Linked DNA regions of Pan troglodytes: region 1 is linked to region 2. Evidence: chromatin contacts called from public Hi-C data. All regions are on one chromosome and are shown on one strand. The core of a region is the stretch at or near the end of the contact, and the rest is flanking DNA. Distances in the headings are between cores, read along the strand shown. Region 1 has its middle 410 kb from the start of ARHGEF28. Region 2 has its middle 320 kb from the start of ENC1.

Evidence for each region. A called contact is a pair of places that touch in the nucleus more often than the background predicts.
Region 1: a contact with region 2 is called in a Hi-C map of stem cell-derived neural progenitor cells, with 2.1 times the contacts expected there. The contact joins two enhancer-like sites. A contact is called at or near these places in 2 of 7 Hi-C or Micro-C datasets (blood and stem cell-derived neural progenitor cells).

The regions. Positions count from the first base shown.
Region 1 is chr4:42,018,471-42,022,224 of NHGRI_mPanTro3-v2.0_pri, forward strand. No RefSeq gene overlaps it. Among named protein-coding and RNA genes, the nearest start is that of ARHGEF28, 410 kb to the right of the region's middle. Within about 2 kb of position 2,246, at least 3 of the 24 cell types and tissues checked have an H3K27ac peak or open chromatin away from gene starts, as enhancers often do. A contact at or near this core is called in stem cell-derived neural progenitor cells, where this site is marked.
Region 2 is chr4:41,735,136-41,738,985 of NHGRI_mPanTro3-v2.0_pri, forward strand. No RefSeq gene overlaps it. Among named protein-coding and RNA genes, the nearest start is that of ENC1, 320 kb to the left of the region's middle. Within about 2 kb of position 2,061, at least 8 of the 24 cell types and tissues checked have an H3K27ac peak or open chromatin away from gene starts, as enhancers often do. A contact at or near this core is called in stem cell-derived neural progenitor cells, where this site is marked.

The DNA of each region.
Region 1 (3,754 bases), core at 996-3,495, 280 kb after region 2:
TCTACTCTCTGTGCTTTCATACCTTCCCTCTGCATTTTCATCTTTCACTTGTGATCAAATGCCTAACAATCTCAGAAACATGTCCACTTAGGGGATTACTCTTGTTAAAGAGTATTTAGCTTTTAATCCCACAAGGCACAAGCAGTTTGAAATATAAGACATCATAGAAAAAGAAGTATTTAGCAGGGTTAATCTTGGAGGTGAGAGGTGAAAAGGGGCGAAATGGAATCCAAAGGAAACCCATCTCAATGAAAATATGAGTTTTAAGAGGGGCAAGCAATGGTTAATTTTTTCAGCCTATCAGTAGCTCTAGAATGGTGTACAAAAATGTTTTACTCAGCTCCCATACCTTCTTCATAGAGAATACATTGAACTTCAGCTTATTTTCTACTGGAGGCAGGCTGCTGGATTAAGTTCTGCATTCAGGAGATGTGGCATTGATGTCCTTGGTTAAGCAAACGGAGATTTCAAAATCCTTTAGGCTGGAAGAACTGGGTCCTTCATCCCTTTTTTAAATTCTTAAGTCTCATTCCTTGCTTGTTTCATTTAGGCTGCTGAATTCATTGGCAATTGTTGACAACTTGACTGTTTTGATTGTTTCCATCTTAGACATCTCCATTGTTGTTAGACTATAAAGTTGACAGCCCAAATCCTAAAATACCTGGTTGGCCCATTCAATCTATTTCTTTCCTGCTTAGTCCTCCTTTAGAAGGAATGAAGCAAGATGTTGTAATTAGAATGGTGATGAAAAAGTGTGAACACACACTGTCAATAGGGGTGTGGAAGGCACAGGTACTCTCATGCGTTTTTTAAAATAAGAGCTTTATTGAGATAGAATTCACATATCATAAATTCATCCTTTTAAAGTATAAAATTCAGTGGGGTTTAGCATATTTATAGTTGTAGGAGCATCACCACTATCTGAATTCAGAACATTTTCATCACACCGAAATGAAATCCTGCACCCGATACCACTTACTCTTTAGCTCCTTCCTTCCCCCAACCCCTGGTGACCATTAACCTATTTCTGTATGGATTTGCCTATGCTAGATATTTCATTATATAGGAATCATATATTCTGTGGTCTTTTGTGGCCTTCTTTCACTTAATATTCTCAAGGCCTCATATATTCTTGATAGAGTATAAATTGGCTCGATATTTGAAGGAAAATATGTCAATATCAATCAGAACTTAAAGTACATGTACTCAGAAATTTCATATCCAGGAATTAATCTTTCAGAAATACTTCCACAGACATAAAAATAGTTATACAAAGACATTTAGTGCATCATTGACAAAGATTGGAAAAACTCTAAATTCCGTCAGTTAGAGAGGCCTGGTTGAACAGATTGTGGTTCACCTCTGCAGTGGAGTGCTATGCATTCACGCACAGATTGAATCAGTCCTGTATGGAATGGTGTGGAATGATCTCCAGAATTTATTGATAAGTGAACATGAGGGAACAAGACAAGGTACAGAGCAGTGTGTGAAGTTCTATCTATATAAAAATATGTATATGTTATGTTTATGTGTGTATATGTATTTATGTGTGTGTGTGTGTGAGTGTGTGTGCGTGTGGAGAGAGAGAGAGAAACGGTGCAAGAAGAATATCTATCTCTGGTAGGAAGTCTAAAAATGCACTAGCAGTGGTTATCTTCAGGGAGGGAAAATGGGGGTCTGGAGACAGGGAGCGGAAGAGAGGAAGGGTATTGTTTGAAATTTACTTACCAAGTACACAGATTCTGAACATTTTAAATAGAGATGTGTATTAGGCAGCCACAAGGGCATATTAGGGTCTGGGGACCACACAGGAAATCCCACAGCCTCTTTCCTGCAGGGTTTTGTGGTCAGTCACAGTGGAGACTGACACCCCTGTAAAGACAAGCTTCAGTGAAACATAAAGATCTATAATTTGAAGCTCAAAGATTTCTGTTCTTATCTTGCCAGAGGCCTGTTTTCACCTGCACAGCATTTCTACCTGCCCATGAAAGGCAGACATATGCACTTTGATGTCAAAGACCAACTGGAAAGGTAACTTTAGAGATGCTCACCCAAATGCCCCCTGTGCACTGCCTCTCTTCAATGATCCTGACCTCATCGTACCTTTTGGGAGTGGCTCTGAGTCTGTGTTTCCACCACTGACTCCTTTGAAGAGGATCGTCAGCCTTGGGTCTGGAATGTAGCCCATTAATGTTCCCCTTGACCTTTGGTGGAAACACTGCCATTTCCTGTCCTGGTTCCTCATCTTCTCTCATGTGCCTAAACACTGACCCCAAGTGGGAGAGAAGATACAGTCAAGTTCTTCGCCTTGACACTGTTCTCTGCAAAGTCAAAGTCACTTTCAGTCTTGATTTTAACCAGAGCTTATTTCCTCCCACCAGTGTTGGGATGAAAGTCAAAGATGAAGTGAAAGACAGATTGTGTAACTTTTATTTTTAAAAGGGTGTTTAATTTTGGAAGGTATGATTAATATTTCAATACTGCTTATAATGGCTTCATTTATTTTTTTCAGCCAATAAGAAGTGAGAAATCCTGTCTGCGTAGCCAAAATCTCATATAATTCCTCCCCAGCAATACAGAAGTCTCTCTGTTGCTACCTAGAGTAAAAATGTCAATACACATCATGTATTAAAATTCACCTGTATTTTCTCAACACCTTTTCGATATCTTTCCAAATTGCTTTAGTAATCTCTGGCATCAAGAACTGGTAAGAGTATGTGGCATTTTCCTTCCTGTTTGAGTAACACCTATTAAGAGAGGTGGCAATTAAAATCAAATTGTAATTTTTAAACCTTAAGGGAAGCTATTGCAGTATTGCTAAGAACATTCAGTTACCGGTATGTTAGCTAACACCTACACCCGCTGCGATTAGTGATGAAACAAACTTCTACGGACCTTAAAAAACCAAACGTCTCCTTTAAAATAATCATCCTATGAGTAAACAGTCCTGTTCACACATGTATATGAGATGTCATCCTTTCTTTGCAGTTACAGCGCTCCGCCTTGCCAATGCTGCTGAGCACTGACTCACTCACAGGGCATTTGGAAGGTGGGCGATTTGTTCCTGCAGCATCATTGCACTCCAAATGTGCTGAGAATGGATGTAGCCTCCAATGCTGCCATGCCAGCTGCAGCTTAGATCAGAGGGATCAGCAGAGGCTATTGTCCATTCCTCAGCAATGCACTTGACCTTAAGAGCTATATAGAATGAAAGGAAACCCACTAAAGCCAAATTCATGTCCTAAGATTTATATCCTTTTTAGGGATCCCACCCCTGGAACGTAATTCAGGTCCAAATCCTCTTCTTCTCCTTTCCAACTGCCACTGCCTTAGAGTAGTGGACTTATCTCCACCTGCACATTTTAGAGTCACCTGGGGCAAGGCAGGGGGCAGACGTTAAAACATACCAGTGTCAAGGTCCCATCCCAGAGACTCTAAATTAATTAGTCTGTGTTGTGCCTGAAATGAGTACTTTTTAATATCTCCCTAGGTATTTCTAAAGTACAGCTAGGACTGGAAACCACTGGAGTCCAGCACAAGCCTTTCTCATTTCTTTCCTGGTTTATGGCAAATGCCTCCTGAATGCCCTTCATCTTTTGTGCCTGAGGCTAATCACCTTTAATGTGTTATAATGATTGAATTATTTTTGTATTAATCCATGTTTGATGTAGAAAAATGAGAAAATAAAAATGAACAGAATGAAAAAAACTACAATCAGAAAAATGATACAATATTTTGTCTTTCCTACTGGATT
Region 2 (3,850 bases), core at 811-3,310:
TATACATAGAGGGTGTGATATCAGAAAGGCCAAGAAAAATACCCCAGTGTATTTTGTTTCTGGATGATTCCTGATATTGTTCTACTTGAGTGCTTTTTCCCTAGTCAACAACTCTTTAAGTAGTTACAACAGAGTGGGTTTTTTCTTTTTGTCTTCAGCTCCAGTTTGAGGGTTTTGTTTTATTAAGAGACCAGAGTCTCGCTATGTTGCCCAGGCTTGAGTGCAGTGGTTATTCATAGGCACAATCCTGTTACTGATCAGCATAGAAGTTTTGACCTGCTTCATTTTCGACCGGGACCAGTTCGCCCATCTTTAGGCAACCTGGTGGTCCCTTGCTCCCATATTGATGCCAAACTGAGTGCGGACAGTCGATCCACATAGTGCACTACAGCCCAGAACTCCAGGGCTCGAGCGATCCTCCTGCCTCAGCCTCCTGAATAGCTGGGATTACAGGCACATGCTATCACATCTGGCTCTAGTTTAAGTCTTTAAAAAAGACTGAAGGACACTTAGAAACTCAAGGCTGAGGCTTTTTAAGCAGCAGTGGGGCTATGAGATAATGATATCCTTAGGAGACCTTTCGTCCACCTACTCAATGCTCAGAACCAACTGAAGAACAAAGGAAAGTCAGAGGTTCTAAGCCAGGGATTTCTCTGAGACTCCTGCTCATTCTCCCGCATGGTGGAGCATCATTAATTATCCAGCCCTCTCACACTTAGAGGTTGCTTTCCTAAAACCTGCTTGAAATTTGTCTCCACCCATTTCTTTCTTTTTTTAAACTTGTAACTTTGCTTTTGGGAAACTATTACTGAGAGTAACTATGAACACACACTAGTGGGTAGTGGTAAAGAGGGCTGGGTTCAGGGTCAGACCACCTGTGTTCAAATCTTGGGCGCCCCACTTACTAGCTGTGTGACCTTGGGCAAGCTGTTTGCCCTCTCTGGGCCCAGGTTTCACAACTATAATTGGGGAGAGTGATATTGCCTTCTCAGAGAGTTGCTGTGAACATTAAGGGGATTAAAACATGGGATGCATTCAGAAGAGTGCCTACATATAGTATGCACCATATAAATATTAGTCATTATCACCATCCTGGGCTCTGAGTTCCAGTTCCTCTGCCCAGCTCACAGAGGAGAACATTCAAAACCCAATTGTTTCTTCTATACTCAACTCGCACTTCAGATTCTGTTGTGGGCAAAGTCTGAAGGTATTTTTGTTCCAAAATCCTCAAAATATTTTCTCTCTGACTATGAAGTGACCTTGCTTTCCCCTGCTCTTGAGTTAGTCTCCGTTTTCCTTTTTTCTCTGTTCCTTTTTCTGTTGCCTCTCTTTCCTTTTTTTGGGTTTTTGTCCTCATATCAGAAGATATTGCAACCTTCCATACCCCAGTATTCTGGAGGGAACAGAGGTTCCCCTCCCATGCAGATGCTCTCCTCCTTTACTTGAAAATCATAGAAATTGTTTTTCACGTAATTCTTTTTAGATTCACTGTTTTACTCTGTTTTGATTTTTTTCTTTCCAGGTCTGGCTTGCTGCTCACAACTAAAACACCTTACACACATGTACATACATCTATTTTATCCTTGTATGGAAATGAGAGCAACGGTGAGGGCGTCAGGGAATATTCCAGGATCTCTAGAGAATATTCCTAGAGTAGGTTTTGAAAGCAGAAAGGAGAAGATGTGGTGGGTGGTATAGTGGTGAGGCCAGAGGGGAAGACAGGCTTGGAGGCCATGGCAAATGCCCTTGTGCCAGACAAGGGTAAACATGTGGCCCCAGCTGAGAGCCCAAGGCAGCCATGATGGCCCAAGGAGGTCTGGTGAGGGAAGGAGACTGGTGGCTCTTTCTGAGGGAGCTTTAAGGAGCAGCACTATCTCTGACATAATCTCACAGAACTTCTAGCACCTTCCTTACCCCTCCCTGCACTGCCTCCTCGCTTTCTGTTACTCACCCCAGGGTTATTCAGGCTCTGAATTCCCTTCCAGCACCTCTCTCACTGCCCACAGGCTGGTGCCATGGCAACTGTCCTCACAGATATGCACAGATGGCCAGATAAGGCCTGGTGGCAACAGCCTGAAGCGTGTGTAACAGGACCTCACCATGGCAGCCACTTCTACTACACTCTGGGGCCCATTCCCTATGAAGACTCCAATCACGGGGAAGACTGGCGTGTCAAGCTAAGGGCAGCTGAGACATGGTGCCTGAGAACCCTGGGAGGAGGCTCATCTCCCCACCTCACTGCTGAGGAGGGAACGAGAGACTGGGAAGGTTCTGTGGGGATTTCCAGGCTGGATCAGTGCAGAAACATTCCCATGAGTCAGCCCCCTGGTTGCAGGGAAATGAGCCATTCAGTAGCTCTGTTACAATTGATCCTTGCTGTGAAATGGTGCTTATACTGCCTGTGTAACTGGGAGACAATGCACACACATTTGCACAGTCTTCTTTAAAATAGAGCAGGCTAGGGTTTGTTCTTATTATCAATTTGCAATAAATTTAGCTCTGTCATTCAGTTGACCAGACGGCTTCTTTTCATCCATTTTCTCTCTCTCCTACCCTTTGCTCTAATTTTTAAGAACTGAGGACATTAGATTCCATATTTCTACCCTCAGAATGTAAGGTGGCACTTGAAATACTAGATTCATGGATGCATTCTTAAAGCTTCAACTCTAAGTACATAAGTAATAAAAAAGATTATTTTTATATTGAAATACGTGGACTTATGGGCAAAAATGAAAGATTATCACAAGCATGAGACTTTGAAGAAGCCATTTACTTGTTGAAGGCATTTGGGCTCACCCTTCAAGTGACATATTGGCTCCCTCTGCCCTTGAGAGATTTTGGTGGAAAAGTTTGAGAACTGCCCTATGACTTGGTGACTCTTGGTGACCTTTGACTGTCTCTATACCAATTCTTGGAAGAGCAGTGATTTCTTGTGGACCACATGCCTCGCAAAATTGGGAGATATGGATTTGGGGAAAGGCTGAGCAGATTCTAACCTGATGAAATTTCAGATACATAGTTATGTAATCATAATTATTCCCACTATAGTGGGCCATATTGATTAGCTGCAATAAGAGAAATATAGGTGACCAGAGGTGGTGATGAGATCAGCTTGTCTTCACGTTGAGGACTAATATTCTTCAATATGGTTCTTTTCATATTCTAATTCTCTGCATTAACCAGACCATATATGTTCATAAATAATCAAAAAAGTGTATTAATTTATGATTGTATTCTCCCTGAATTTAACTATCTCATACCTAGAACTTTCTAACATGTGGTAAAATTGTTTACTTTGATCATTATCTCTTTCCCAAGAGGCCAAGTAGGAAAGTCAGCACTGGGTTGACCAGAGAGCTGGTAACACTGGATGGTTCACATACCATTTGCATGTTTCTTATTTGGTAGGCTCCAGGTACTTCTTTTGACCACTTTACTAGCCATGGGTTATGCACTGAGGTTGAGTTGTATATTTTCACATGCAGAGGAAGAAATAAATGCTCCTGCTGTCCTTGGGCTCCCAGTGACTGGGAAGAATGGCAAGTACCTTATTAAGAAGTTGGGCAAATGCTGACACATTCACATTTTGTGTAGGTAGGAACATTGCACACATGTTTGTGTGGCTACAGTTCACAGACACAGTGGCAGCTTCTTCCTGGTTCTGATGGTTGGGCAAAGCTACAGTCCTGGGGAGGGGGCTCTGAGATAGTCAATAGATGTATATTTAGCTTCCAATTTAAAAATCGTTACTATTTCTTTTAGCTAGGATAAGAAATTTAACTTCTTGACATATCAGTTTGCATAATGGAGAGATACGATATCCATCTCAAGAGACAATTGTTGAGATAAT